Linked DNA regions of Zea mays: regions 2 and 3 are each linked to region 1. A link is a contact called in public Hi-C data. All regions are on one chromosome and are shown on one strand. Each heading gives the region's core, a stretch centred on a gene start, on an enhancer-like site or on the middle of the called end of the contact. The rest is flanking DNA. Distances are from core to core; before and after follow the strand shown. Region 1 holds the start of LOC103638627 (putative receptor protein kinase ZmPK1). Region 2 holds the start of LOC103638622 (U-box domain-containing protein 34). Region 3 holds the start of LOC103638632 (ARM repeat superfamily protein).

Region 1 (5,112 bases), core at 2,476-4,975:
TAGCCGTTATTCTATCTAATTTCAAGTTCGGTTCTCTATTTCAAATTTTAATCTATAAAGTGTGCGAGGGTCATGCGCCCATGCCTAGAAAAAAAATCCGTGTTGGGAGAGGTCAGAATTAGCGAGCCGGAAGGCCCATCTGGCGCCGCTTCCGCTGTTACTCGCGCTTTGTCGTTCTGTCGTACGGGCACAGCTGCCCGCTGTCCAATCGCCGCTTCGTATTGTGTATAGACGGCGGGGCGCTGGGCTGGCGCCTGGCCGACACGGGAGCAGGTGTCAACGGCTTGATGCAGGGGCTCCATCCAGAGCCCGCTTGGACCACAAAGGTATGAATCCCAGCAGTTACATTTCCCCCTTTGCAGATTTAGGGCTCTACTACTTGTTAGATTGATGTGCCCTTGTAATCTTCCCAACCAAATTGGTGGCAAAGAATGTACTATACACCTGGCCAGAGACACATAACACAAGACTGGTTTGTTCCCTGGCAATTGTTTCCGATCCCGGCGAGCAGCATAGCACAGCAACCAGGACAAGCCCCAGCAGTTTAATGCATGTGTTATGCCCTCTCTGCCTCCTGACATCTTTGTCTGCTCATATGTGATGCCTGAAACTTTCACTCTAGCCAAATACGATCTACCGATTACTTGTGCCTACCCCCAGCTTGCTTGGGACGAAAGGTATCTGTTGTTGTAGTTTTAGATTAGTAGGTTGTCAACAATTGTTAGCTGCAAAAGTTTTCTGCACTCTGATTGAATAAATCATCATGATATTTTACTTGAGTAACAGTGTTTTTCGGCAGATTTATCTCGCAAAATTACAAAGAAAACTTTTTCTGAAAAGAAAAAAAAATAGAAAGAAAATTTTGCATGGATATTGCAGATATGTTACAATTAGCGCTTCTGTTCCTTCTATCTGCAGGTTATTTGATGGCCCTCGGTACAAAAGAACGATATGGAGGCAGACTTTCAGGTTGCTCTTACCATTACATTTGCGCCACTGACATCTTCAGTTAAAACAAGTATCTGAACTGCATTTTCCATGGTTGGTCTTCTGTCTCTATCTTCCTCCAGGCATGAAATGGACAGCCTCATCATTATTCTTGCCTGCAAATTGTTGAAATCACCGTTCAGTCTAGAGTCAATGAAGTCGGCGATCCAAGACGGCTCAGTATCATCCGACTGCAGCTTTTCTTTGACCAGCCTTGACACCCTTCCAAGGACCATCTCTGCTTCCACATCCTCATCATTTCCCATGTTTGAGACACGTGCTCCTATTAGTAGTTCCAGTAGCACCACTCCAAAGCTGTAGACATCAACCTTTGCTGTGATCGGGAGGCTAGAAACCCATTCCGGCGCCAAGTAACCTCTAGTTCCTTGGATCTTTGAAACGTTTAGGTTTGATCGACCTCTGTTCAGGAGCTTTGCAAGGCCAAAGTCTGCAATCTTTGGCACCAAGTTCTCATCCAGCAGTATGTTTTCAGGCTTCACGTCGCAGTGGATGACCCACTCTGAACACTCGTGGTGAAGATAGGCCAATCCTCTAGCCACCCCCAGCGCAATATCAAACCTTTGCTTCCATCCAAGCAAGATTTCTGAACCCTTGCTACCAAATAAGATTTTATCCAACGAACCATTCTCAAAACATTCAGAAACCAGTATCCTGTGTGGACCGTCGGAACAGTATCCCCAAACTCTCACTAGATTCATATGGTTAATCATGCTAATCACACTCAGTTCATGCCGGAATTCTTCTTCACTTTGGTTTATTTCTGCTAATTTCTTCACAGCTACTGCCCCCTTGTCTTCCAAGACGCCTTTGTATACAATGCCTGATGCACCCCTTCCAAGTTCGTCCTTAAACTTTCTGGTCGCCGTCACCAACTCTCTGTAGGCATACCTGCGAAAATGATTGGCTATCATTTCATATCCAGGCTCAGCTGGCCATACTCCTCTCAGTTCTCTGTATTCCCTCCTCAAAATAAACCATCCTAATCCAACAAACACTACCTCTGCCAGAAATATTGCTGACAAGAATCCATAGAAGTACAGATACTTTGATCCACTATGATCTCTCTTAAGCTTATCCAGAAAATCTGCTATGAAGTATCTATTTGTTGTACCACAGTCAGGACTATACTTGGGACCAAAAGGTTGTGATTGCGGAATTGAGGCATCCAACACTTGTAATCCATTAGGAATCTTGATGTACATCGTACCAGTACTAGCAAAGTTCTGCAGGGTTACACCGCCAACAAGAACAGACTTCGGATAGCAATCACCAATCCCTTCCCAGTATGCAAAACCCTTGCAGTTGCAATCATGCAGGCACTCCTTCTTGCAAAAGTCAAGAGAAACGGAGTGATGGGCAGTCATATCATACCCCAAGAAATCAGTGTGGGGTAGCTTAGCAAAATCCACCTTCTCCACATCACAACTGATGTTGGTCTTTGGTCTGCAGCCTTTGCTCCGCTCACTTGGGTCGATGACTTCAAAACCAGGGGCACACGCACAAGCAGGCACAGGCGTATACACACAAATTCCGTTTTCGCCACACAGACCGTGTACATTGCAAAGCTGAGGAAACGCCATCCATGTGACCGACCATGTTCTGTCTGCCACATTAAGACTGTACAATCTGAGGTTGCCATCGTAATCCAGTGTTAGCCGCCTCATGATACCAGGGCCCCAGTCAGCAGCTGTAAAGGTTGCATTGTCACTTGCAAGGAAATGTCCCAAGGTGTCAAGAGCCCCAGACATGGTGCTGTTGAACTGCACTCTACCCTTCGCCCAGATAGTCATACGCGGATTTGGCCAGTAGATGAAAGAAATGTTTTTCTCGTCATCAAACAGAGAAAGAAGGTACTGGTCGTCGAAACGGAAGCTGTAGTGGCCAGGAACAAGTAACCTGTTAGTAGAGACCAGCTTTGTGGAAGCAGTGATTCTCTGAGTAGGTAACAAGGTGTCAGTAGGAGAATCAAAGCTTTGCCACAGGATGGCGCCACCTCTTCCCTCCACAGCGAGGTTCCCGGTGCCCAGCAGCCGAGCTTGAACATGCCCAGCGTCCGAAACGCTCGCGTTGTTGGTCCACACGATCTGGCCATTGTAGTCCTTTAGAACCATGCTCCCGTCGGCGTCTAGCTCGACTTTGGATCCCCAGGTGTACACGGGGTGGAGAGGGTTGGCGCTCCAGACGACGGTTCTTTCCGATGATCCGGAGAACCAGATGGAGAAGGTGGAGGCGTTGGGGGAGATGCGGTAGAAGCCGCAGGTGAAAGTGCCATCTTGCGAGTGGAGCACATCAGAGCTGTGCTCTACGGAGAGAGACGAACCGGCTGACAGGAAATCATGGGCTGAGACGAACGGCAGCAGATGAATAATCAATGTGAGGAGGAGATAACTACTGGCCGCTGCTGAGCTCTCATTCATGGTATTAGATGCTGCAGCTACTATCAGTTGTCAAGGGAAGCAAGTGAATGATGGTCAGGAGAAGCAAGTGAATGATGGTCAGGAGAAGCAGGCGCAGCGCATATTTAGGGTTCTCTTAAGATGTGATGATATGATAGGTTATGTTACACACCTACTCATGTGGTGATATGATTTGTTATGAGTGTCTAGTTTACTTAAGATGTGGTGATATGATTTGTTATGGTTACACACCTACTCATGTGGTGATATGATATGGTTACACACTAATGCGAACTTAAAAATAAGCTAATCAGTTGTGTTAGCAAACTTGTTATGAGTGCCTAGTGTACTTACATCACCGTCTTTAGCTTCGTCAGCAGGTCAACACGACGGGTCTCCCTAGATAAGTTTGTTGCGAATATTGTTAGACTGTCTCGAGCATCTTGCCTGTTCATATTCCCATATTCAAACTTAGGTGGTGTTTTGATGCACTAGAGATAATAATTAGTTAGTTAAAAATTTGCTAGTGGAATTAGCTAGCTAACAAATAGTTAGTTAACTATTAGCTAATTTGCTAAAAGTAGCTATTAGCTAGACTATTTAGATATCTCGGCTAATTTTAGCAGCTAAATATTAATTCTAGTGTATTTAAACACCTCCTTAATAGTACAGTTGCAAAACAATGTTTTAGTTAACATATAGGTAAGCTGTTGAACATAGTCTTAACCAATGTGCACAGCTTCAGCTCAAACCAGCGGCTCTGCTCAACAATACATGGTGCAGGTGGAGGTATGAGCCTATAAGGCATTGTTGAGGTCTCAAGTGTCCGTGCCGGAGGGCAAAGGGTGATAAAAAGATGGAACGGTGTCCAGCATCACAGCATGGCAGCATCCTTCTCAACTCCATGACAGCCGGTGAGAGAATCCTGTCCTCATCGGTCTGGGCAGACATTCGACGGTGAGCTGATGATGTAGGTTGAACAACCAAGGTTCCTTCAATTCGGAGTCAAACAGCACTGAAAGAACTCCCCTAGCCAAGCATGAAGCATCACAACAGACACAACGGAACATCGGGTCCATTTCCTGCATCTTTCCTTGTTGTCTCTCTTTTATTTTTTCCCTTTTTTTTTTGGAGCCACACCTGTTCTTCTGGACAGGACAATATATTTCGAGACAATTCTATTGCAGCTTCTCTTCTCTTTTGTCTCAGAATCATACAAAATGGAGATACAAGACGGCAAAAAAAAAGGAAGACCCAATGCCATGTACTTTCAACAACCTCAATGTTCTGAGAAGCGGCAATAAAATCTCCACACCAAAAGAATGATGGGGGTACAAGGCGGCTAGAGGAAACACCATTTTCTAAGGAGATCTACAGGTGCTGGCGCTGCAGTAGACAAGTTGAAAGAAAGCCAGCATGCTGATTACAAAAAGTAGTCTGGGGTCTTGCGCGTCATGTCCGGCTCAATCTGCCGCGGAGCTGGGTCGAATTGGAGGAAGTTCTGATCCATGTTCTCGCCAATTTCGAGGATCGCAGCCATGTTCCCGCATCGGTAGCAATAGTTAGGCGCGCTGAACACTGTCACAACGTTCTTATCCTGCATCACACAATCAACAAAAAAGAACGAAATATTATTCCATTTAATAAGCAGTGGTTTGCCTAAGCCTGTGAAGGAAGGAGAAACACGCAATCCACATAATAGGTAGAA
Region 2 (4,816 bases), core at 431-2,930, 590 kb after region 1:
GGGGCCAGATGAGGTATATATTGTGTAAAAATGGAAGTTTAGTCACCCCTTGGTGACTAAGGACTAAGGTGCCTTTTGATTCATAGATTGGTAATGCACTACACCAAAATAAGCAACTTCCGAGAGGCAAATAACTTCCTACGGTTTTTTTTCGAAACCGTAGGAAATTAATAATTTCCGAGTGGCGACTAGTGCCTCTCGGAAGTTAAGTTAACTTCCGACGGCCGGTCAATAACTGATAACGTAAAATCATGTTTATTTAAGTCCAACCGTAATAGGATACAACCCTAAAAATGGATACCAGTCTATTCAAACTTGTTACTGTCGGTATTCGTATGTGAATCATCATCATTACCATTTACGTTACATTTTGTGAACCAAACGACACCTAAAGTTTTGGAGGCCACTTTTAGTCATCCTGTTTGGCACTTTAGGAACTAAGTTAGTGGTTGGTTCCGAAACTAGCTGGGATAGAGCGACTCAAACCAGGGAGCGGCTCCATCCAATGGATTTTATAGAGCCGGATGGTTCAACATTTAGACATAATTTTTCTTATTTAGAGTCATCCTATTCTACATGGAACCAATCCAAACAACAACAAATTAGGAAAGGAGCGGCTCCGTCTCACTAAAAGTGAATAAACTTCGGTCAATAAAGCTTATGCCTTGTTCAGTTGCGTCTAGATTGGAGTGGATAGAACAAGATTAAATCTCCTTCTATTTAATTTTGACTAGAGAGTGATTTAATCTCATCCAATCCCTTTCGATCCAGTCGCAACCGAACAAGACCCTAGTGGATGGAAACAAACAAACCCCTCAACATAGCCTGAGAACATGGTCGAACTCGATAGTCGAAGCAATTGAGATGCGAGTGTTGGAATCACTCCTGTCGTCACAAGTGCTGCCTAATCTCAAGCACTAAAAAGCTAGTAGTTTCAGTTTGCTTTCTGATGAACACACGCACACAACTAGTAGTTTACAAAGGAACACGCATGCAAGTGATAACAACCAACAGACTCCCAGATACATGCATGCAAGTGATAACAACCAACAGCCCAGTCGCCCGAGACTGACTCCACGATCCTATTCTACGTGCACGCTACAACAGCATGCTCATGGCGAGTCTCACTCACGCCACACACCTCCATCTCCAAGTCCATGCACACACTAATCAAGAGGCACATGGCCGGCGAGTCTCACGCCAACGACGTGCAAAAACCCAGTCGCTGGATCTATTCCTTCGCCACGAAAATCACTTCCGTCCACACGTACGCAGTTACCACTTCCCATGGCGTTGCTGGCCTCATGCCTTGCCGACTCCCTACAGCTAAATGCAAAACGAAATATAAACATGCAGATCTCCTAATGACAAGATTGTTTCTAACATCGAGATCCACGATTTTTTTTACTTTGATTTTTTTGTCATCCATCCTCAATGAACAAGATAAAAGCTCAACATGCCGAAATCGCCGACCAAAACGAAACGAACCCTTCATCCGGATCTCCCTCACGAACGCGCACCAGTCACCACGCGCGTCCCCAGTCCAACTGGGGGCCCCACGGAAGACGGTCCGGCCTCCACGTCACTGTCACGGTGAGCGCAGCCCCGAAACATCCATTCATTGAACGAACGAGCTCATCATCATTAAAAACAACGCAACCCAACCGCCGTGCTCTCGAAGGAACCCGCCCGCGGCCCGCCCGTTGCTTGCCCGCAAGACCGCAGCAGCTCAGTTGAGTTGACCTCGCGACCTCCCCCGGCCGGCGCCGCAGGGATGGAGGAGGGTGCGTCCTCGCCGGGCGACGGCGGGGGCATGCAGTTCCAGGTCGCGGTGGCCGTGCGCGGGGACGGCCGCGCCAGCCGCCGAGCCGCGCGGTGGGCCGCCGCCAGCCTGGTCCCGCCCGGCGGCCGCGTCGCGCTCGTCCACGTCATCCCGCCCGTCTCCTTCGTGCCGTCTCCATGTAAGGACCACTTCACTTCACTTCCCCTCCTCGAGTCCTCTGGGTTCCAAATGGGAGCCACCTAACGATGGGCTCCACGGTTTTTCTTTCTCGGTGTGGCGAAGCCGGGGAGAGGGTGCCGGTGGACAAGATGGAGCCGGAGGTGGTGGAGATGTACGCGCAGGACAACCGCGCGCTCGCGCAGGAGATCTTCCTCCCCTTCCGCCGCCTCGTCGGCCGCGGCAAAAGCGTGAGTGGAAGTGGCCCCCCTCGCGTTTCACTCCGCGTCGTAGCTTTGCTGGTACTGCGTCGTTTCTGATCGACTGGTTCGAGCCTGCCAAATTCGCAGGTGGAGACGGTGGTTCTGGAAGGGGACAGCGTCGCCGAGGCGCTGGTGAGGTACGCGGCGGAGTCCGGCGTCCGCAGCCTCGTGCTCGGATCCGCCTCCCTCAGCTGGTTCCGGAGGTGAGGATTTTTAGTACACAAGGCGTCTGGAATTTCACTTTTGAGAAACCAAATGTCCATGTTATAGGGATTCAGGGAATCGCTGCTAAGTTTTACTGAAATTAAATAATTTTACTGAAGTGAGGTAAAACTATAAGAATAAAGGCCACAGGGAGCAAAAAGGAGTGTCCCTTTTTGGAGACAGTGAAACGAGCTTCATTCTGTCAGACCAACGATTTGGCAAACATTTCGTCAGGATTGAGCGTCTTTTCTGTCAAAGGCTAGCACTTTTTTTTTATTTTTTTTGCAAATCTCTCCAAACACAAAGACTAGGATTCTGCTTTTGAGAACCCCACAAGTGATGTGATGGATCATGCCTTTTTCCTAATTAAAACAAAAAAGGAAAGCAAGGGAGCAAAAGGGGGGGGGGGATAGTGAGATGTGCGCGCGCATTTGGCATAGTGGGATGTGCCCAAAGCAATGGTAGGGAACAAAAGGGAAAACAAAACTCAAAATACAAACAGACAAACCTTTTGAGATAGTGGGATGCGCACACAGGCACAGCATTTGGTATTGGAAAGCTGGACGCATGCACGTACACTGGAATTGATCTGCTTTTTTTTATGAAGATCAAACCTCTTTTAAGCTCTTTTATGTTTTTGAGTAAAATATGAATAGGACTAACCTATTCTCCCCCTTGGCAAGACTCGGCAGCAGTAAGGTCCTGTTTGATGCTGATCTGTGCCAGTTATGTAGGACTAGTACAACTCATCTCTGCTTTTCGTTCCAACTGAGCAGTTGGTTGAAAAATGACCACCTTTGGGAATGAATTGGAAAAAGATGAGTGTCCATTTTGGGATGTTTTGCCACAAAGGGCTCAGCATTAATAGTGCTTTTACTGCTTTAACCTCTTTTTCTAAATTTCGTGATCATCTCAAAAGATGTGCATGCAAAGATGAAAAGAATTGTTTTTGGTAGGCATAAAACTCTCCTCTCCGGCGTCCCATGTCAGACATGACATTTCACAACTCATAGACTTTTGCTAACAATTATTTTTGTGCAAAGGTTGCCTTTGTCAGTTCTCATAAATCTATTTATGCGAAACTAGAAGATGTCATTTGCAAAGGAGCAGCAGCTGGATTCCCTTTTCCTTTTCAGTTGTATAGTTTGGTGCATGACGTGACTCAACTGCCATATGTTTTTGGTGGATCTACTTTTGTTGCTTGTGGTTGCCTCTTAGACTTTCACAGGTCCTGTACCCCTAATTAATCTTTTTTCCTGTTAGCTGTCCATCTAATGATTCTGTACCAACTATCAAACTGAAAAACTAAAATTCCACTTTGAACCCTCTACATGTCATGTTGCGCTCTGCATTTTCGATATCTCTACGTGACATTTGTGCATGTATAGTCGTGTCAATATATATTACTTAGGAATAAAATTTCAATGTTGCTTGGATGAACCTAGTATGTACTTTAAATGCACACAACAACAACAAAGCCTTTCATCCCAAGCAAGTTGTGTAGGCTATAGTTGAAAACGCAATAGAGCCCATAAGTCAAGTTTTCCCTATTCAACAATCTTTGGGTATATCCCATCATTTCCAGTCTCCTTTTATTGTCTATTCCCATGTCAACTTTGGTCTTCCTCTTCCTCTCTTCTTATTGCTATTGTGTCATAGGATCCCAGTACGTACTAGCGCCTCTAGAAGTTTCTGTTGGATATGTCTAAACCATCTCAATTGATGTTGGATAAACTTTTCTTCAATTGTTGCTACCTCTAGTCTATCACGTATAACATTATTCTGGACTCGACCACTTCTTGTATAGCCATAAATTCAATGTAACATACGTATTTTCGCAACAGCTATCCTTGTTGTTTTGGTTTCTAGATGAGTCCATTTAGGTTTCTTTGTTTTCGGCCTCCGTAAGGAGCCCTTTGTACTTGGTCTGCTTTAGACCATTATCCTTCTTAATTTAATGAAATACAGCTCTCCTGTGTTTTTGGAAAAATACACCTATCCACTGAACATGTTATCCTTCTGTAGACCAATATTTTTTTTTTGAGAACGCGCAGGAGAACTGCGCATCTTATATATTAAAGAGGAAGAGAAACATTACAAAAGAGGAGATGTTGCAAAGCAAATCTCCCAAAGACCCACAAAATTCCGAAAGCAATTACATAGAAGTACTGAAACTAGACCCGACCTCGCCCAGGGCAGCAACTAAGCCCATACTACCGATCTCCTTAGCTCCTGCTAAAACCCAGCAAACACACTCATCTGAGAAACACCTAAGAATCCTGGGCAATGAAGGAGACTCCCCATGAAACACTGCTCTGTTTCTCTGAAGCCATAGGCACCAAGCCCCCAGGATGATCAGAGAGTTAAGTCCTTTTTTCCTGGTCTTGATAACTCTAAGGCTCACCTTTCC
Region 3 (4,438 bases), core at 490-2,989, 780 kb before region 1:
CTTGCTTGTCGACCATGTCTCAGCCTAGCACTTGCTTGAGTTATCCATCTTCAGGTTCGTCCATCAGCATCACCTCGCGAGTGGCTCACACTTTACAGCATCTTGTGGTCGACTCAGCTTTGGTCCTTGTCCTTTGATTCGTACGATTCTCAGCTAGCGTACCTAATGAGATGCATGGTGCATATGAATGGATATAAGCAGGAATATCACAAACCTAAATAATGCTACATCTCAATTTCATCGAAGCACACCTCGCATCACTGGTATTTCTAACTTAAATTTCATGCGCATACGAAGCGTCTTATTTCACGATCATAAAACCAATAGTAAAAATAGCGAATCGGCTCACCACATCTCAATTTGATTTGATATTTGCCTGAACGACGATAGCCTTTAATTGAAGTCTTTGATCGAACACTTGGTGAGCCATGCGCTACAACCTTCTTCTCCAACCAATTTCTAGGACCTTTTTCTCCTCCAATCACGCACAAACACACAAATAATTAGTATCTAATCAATCGACGCTAGGCGAGAACAAGAACCGAGAGTCTCACCGGCGATAAGCGCAAACGCGACCTGCACATAGGGATGGGAGGTAGGCTGACGAGGTTGAGGTGGTGGCAACGACCGGGTTGACTACAAGCCGCGCGCAATTGAAAGACCGATCATCGGAATTGACAAGCACGTCGAGACACAACGCGGGTCGACGACGCACAATATACGCAGAAAGGCACTAGCCGGAGGGCGCGCGGTAGTGAGCTTGCAAGGGCGAACAGCTCACGATCAAGCGACGGCGAGCACGAGACCGAGGCGTGCTGCACGTCAGCGACTGACGAGGACTGAAGACCGGCAACGAGGATCCGAGGAGCGAGCTGCTGGAACAACGCTTGAGGAAGAAGAGCCAAAGGTTGAAGACGACGTTGCGCGGGGGACAAGCGCGTTGTCCGGAGGAAGAGGATGGTTGACGGAGAAACAAAGACGACTGCGGATCGATGAGCTGGAGCGGCCAGAGGTGCGCGGTGGTGGAGGAGGGCGCTGGAAACCGGGCTGGGCGCCATGAGAGATGGGCTTGGCGAGCATCGGCGGCTGGAGAGGGCGCTCGGCCATGGGGGAGGCGAGCACTACTAGAGATATGCTTATTTAAGACGCACATTTTAAGATGGATATCAGTGCATTTTATAGAAGCGTCTTTTATCAAATGGTGATGAGTAAGGTAAGACGGTTTGTTAGAGATCCGTCTTTAATAAAGAAGTGTTTTGAGACAAATACATCGTAAGAAATGTCTTATATCTATTTAAGGCAGATCGTTATTGAAAATCGTCTCAAATAAATATATCTTTTGAGTCATTAAGATTAGAAGAATTGTCCTAGATTTTGGTTAGTATATTAGACACTTATATATATATATATATATGAAACTATCTCAAATAAAGATATTATTAGAGTCATCTAGACAATAAGAACTGTCTTAGATGTTAGTAAGTATAGTAGACATTTCTAAATATGAAACTGTTTCGTATGATATTTAAGACTTAGATTCATACTAAATAATCCTATCATCTAAATAGTTCCTTCTAATTAGGTTTTTTAAATCAAACCTGAACCCACCTCTCTCCACGCCTACGTTTGTCATTTACGATGACACTTCACCATGCTTAGCATGATGCGTGTAACATTTTTTATATTTTTTGTCTTCACTTTCTCGCCTGTTACCATGGGCCTCGACTGGAGACTGCACCTCGACCGATTCAGTTTGGACCCCGCTTCCCTCCCTTGTTCGTCCATCCGTCACAATGGTCACACGGCGGCTCCCAAACCCTAAACAGCGGTGGTGCCCCTACGCTTCAGCCTCGACTCAGTATTCCCCCTTCCCCGCTTCGACAAGTCTCGTCCCCCGCCCCCTTATTCCATTACAAGCAACTCCGCCGGTGCCACCGCTGCTGGTGGGACAGGCCGCCGCCGCCGCTGCTGGTGGGACCTACCGCCTCGCGCTCCGCATCCAGCGCCGCCTCATCCCGCCCAACCACCCCAGGATACGGGACTTCGTCTACAGGTACTGCCTTCGCCGAGCCCCGCTGTCGTGCGTCCGCGCTCAGGACGCCGTCGGTCACTGCCAGCCAAACAGGATCAGCGCGAGCAGCCAGTGCAGGCACATCTCCTACTCCTACGCCCCGTTCCCGTCGGTCACTGCCAGGAGGAAGGGTGTCTTCCGCGAGGACATTGCACAGCTGATGGTGTAAGGATCTAAAATACTTGTCAGCGATCTCGTATACTGTTTTTTTTTGTTTTGTTTTGACTTAGTGATTTGCCCAGATCAGATGTCTGATGTGTCTTGGTTTAATAATAAAGAAGCGAGCGAGCGCAGAGGAAATTGTCACTGCTGCTGCGGTTTAGGATGGAGTAATATTTTAGCCTTGATTTTGACATCCTTTTTTGCAGAGTAGTGGATCAACATTATTCAAAATTTTGCTCATGACGTCTGATATGTGGACAGTTGCCATTCAAGTTTTACTCTATCATCAATAGGTGAAGATTCCTGATCCAGAATACTTGTGTAAGATTATTAACATGTTACCCAATAATAATCTTACATAATTTGGCCCAACCCAAAGATACGTTAATTTAAACTCCCTAGATTATTTTGTGGAATCCCAACAGAGTTTATTCATTTGCTTGTACTCTATGAAGTGGAAGTTCTTGAGATGCCAAAAAGCAGGGAAGTGCGGACATAACAGTCAAGATGAGCTACTTAAAAGTGAGGATAATTCAAAGGAGCGTGGTATCCCGAGAATATGAACACTCCAGAGATGCAATATTTGAGGTTAGTATGCAGTAGTCGAGCCTGTTCATAGTTTATTGTTCCTGTTTTCTAATCTTGGTCTTATGACTAATAATTTTTAATGAGTGGTTCTAACTGGACTGCATCCAAATGTAGTCATTGGCTAAGCCAAAATTTGAATTTCATAAAGTAACTAAGATCGGTGTTTGTCCGGATTGTGACAAGGCTGTAGCTTTCCCCTTAATCGATCAGACCATATCCTAGGATTAAGGATGTGCAACAGAACCCTTTTGTTGTCGACGATATCAATGAGCTTCGGTTTTTTTCACATCCATAACTATATACCAAGCCTTTCTGCCACATTTGCAAGCCACACCATCGCTATGAATAGAAAAACTATTATGCTAGATCCATCTTCTATCCGCATATCATAACCATAACGGGTCCTTCAAAATTTATTTGTGACCTTTATGCTTTGATATTTGATTGGTAAGGGTCTACAGGATCTTATGACCTTATTTACCATCGCTCTGAGTTCGCAAGGCATAAATATTATGGTTCTTGTGAACTCATCCTCCTACATGTAACATGTCGAGTGAAGCCCAAGCCTGGCCCAACAAGGAGTCATGTTCTTTGCAGAACAACAATAGATAGATGCCATTTAAACTAAGTTGATGGTTGTTTCAATATAACACTTGAAAGAACAGACCCAAGGATGTAAACTCAAGTGTTACTACCCCTCATGCAAAACTCAAACTAACAAGAAGATGGTCTCCCCAAAGGCAGTTGCTCACAGAAAATTTTTGGGCAACTCAATCTGGTATACCATCACATGTCACCAAGGTGCTATTTCAAATCAAAACAAGTTAAAAATGTACATCTAACAAAGATACCATTGTCAGATCTTTATACAACACAACACACCAATGTTGCTATTCAAAAACTGTTGCTACCTGCCTAGAGCCCAGTTCTCCAACCTTTCCATGTCCGGGGCTGGGTGCCTGGGTCTGCGTTAATGCTGGACAGCAGCTTGTGATTGTTTAGTGTCTGAAAACTCTAGCAAAAGTCTGGTGGCAAACAAGGTTCTCAATTTAGACATATCACTGTGTGGTAGCGTTTGCTCCTTAATTCTATTTCTAAAACATCTGCTTATTGGTGTCCATGTGCTGGTTCATATGCAATGATGTTCTTTGTTTGTGATGGAATCTTATGATTTTGCTAAAATGTGCATTGTTTTAGTGGTACTTCCAAACAGTGGCCACTAACCATCATGGTGAGGATGCATCATCAGTAGCAGTCAGAAGTAAGAAAGGCTTAAAGACGATTAGACATACCACTATGTTTATTTACTATACTATTATTTTGATGTACTAAATGATTTCATTTGAGTTATTTTGGTGTTTTGATGGCATATGGAGGCCTCCAAGATGTAAGATATTCAAAATTTACCCTTCTAGTGTGTCTTATTTTATGAATTGGTTTTATAAGAAAATGCTGATTCATTTCAGTATCCATCTTGCAGTTTTTGACTGAAAAGAAAGATTTAACAATTACATTGATCAGGAACCGGATTCTCCCATTATATTCTTTGGATCCTTGCAGCCCATATTTGATTTCAATGGCTAATTGGGTTATTGGTCAGCTTGCGATATGCCTACC

What was found. A called contact is a pair of places that touch in the nucleus more often than the background predicts.
Region 2: a contact with region 1 is called in a Hi-C map of endosperm, with 4 times the contacts expected there. The contact joins the promoter of LOC103638622 here to the promoter of LOC103638627 in region 1. A contact is called at or near these places in 5 of 25 Hi-C or Micro-C datasets (ear, endosperm, leaf and 2 more).
Region 3: a Hi-C map of tassel shows a contact between it and region 1, with 3 times the contacts expected there. The contact joins the promoter of LOC103638632 here to the promoter of LOC103638627 in region 1. A contact is called at or near these places in 2 of 25 Hi-C or Micro-C datasets (ear and tassel).

What each region holds. Positions count from the first base shown.
Region 1 is chr9:86,847,517-86,852,628 of Zm-B73-REFERENCE-NAM-5.0, reverse strand. LOC103638627 (putative receptor protein kinase ZmPK1) reads right to left here and starts at 3,725. Exons shown (of 1, transcript XM_008661484.4): 1 at 727-3,725. The coding sequence starts at 3,425. The coding sequence ends at 966. It overlaps LOC100272765 (putative serine/threonine protein phosphatase superfamily protein), which reads right to left. Exons shown (of 6, transcript NM_001147218.1): 6 at 4,569-5,001. The coding sequence ends at 4,828.
Region 2 is chr9:86,250,844-86,255,659 of Zm-B73-REFERENCE-NAM-5.0, reverse strand. LOC103638622 (U-box domain-containing protein 34) reads left to right here and starts at 1,680. Exons shown (of 9, transcript XM_008661480.4): 1 at 1,680-1,961; 2 at 2,066-2,190; 3 at 2,290-2,405. The coding sequence starts at 1,775.
Region 3 is chr9:87,621,428-87,625,865 of Zm-B73-REFERENCE-NAM-5.0, reverse strand. LOC103638632 (ARM repeat superfamily protein) reads left to right here and starts at 1,739. Exons shown (of 8, transcript XR_002265239.2): 1 at 1,739-2,236; 2 at 2,319-4,208; 3 at 4,302-4,438.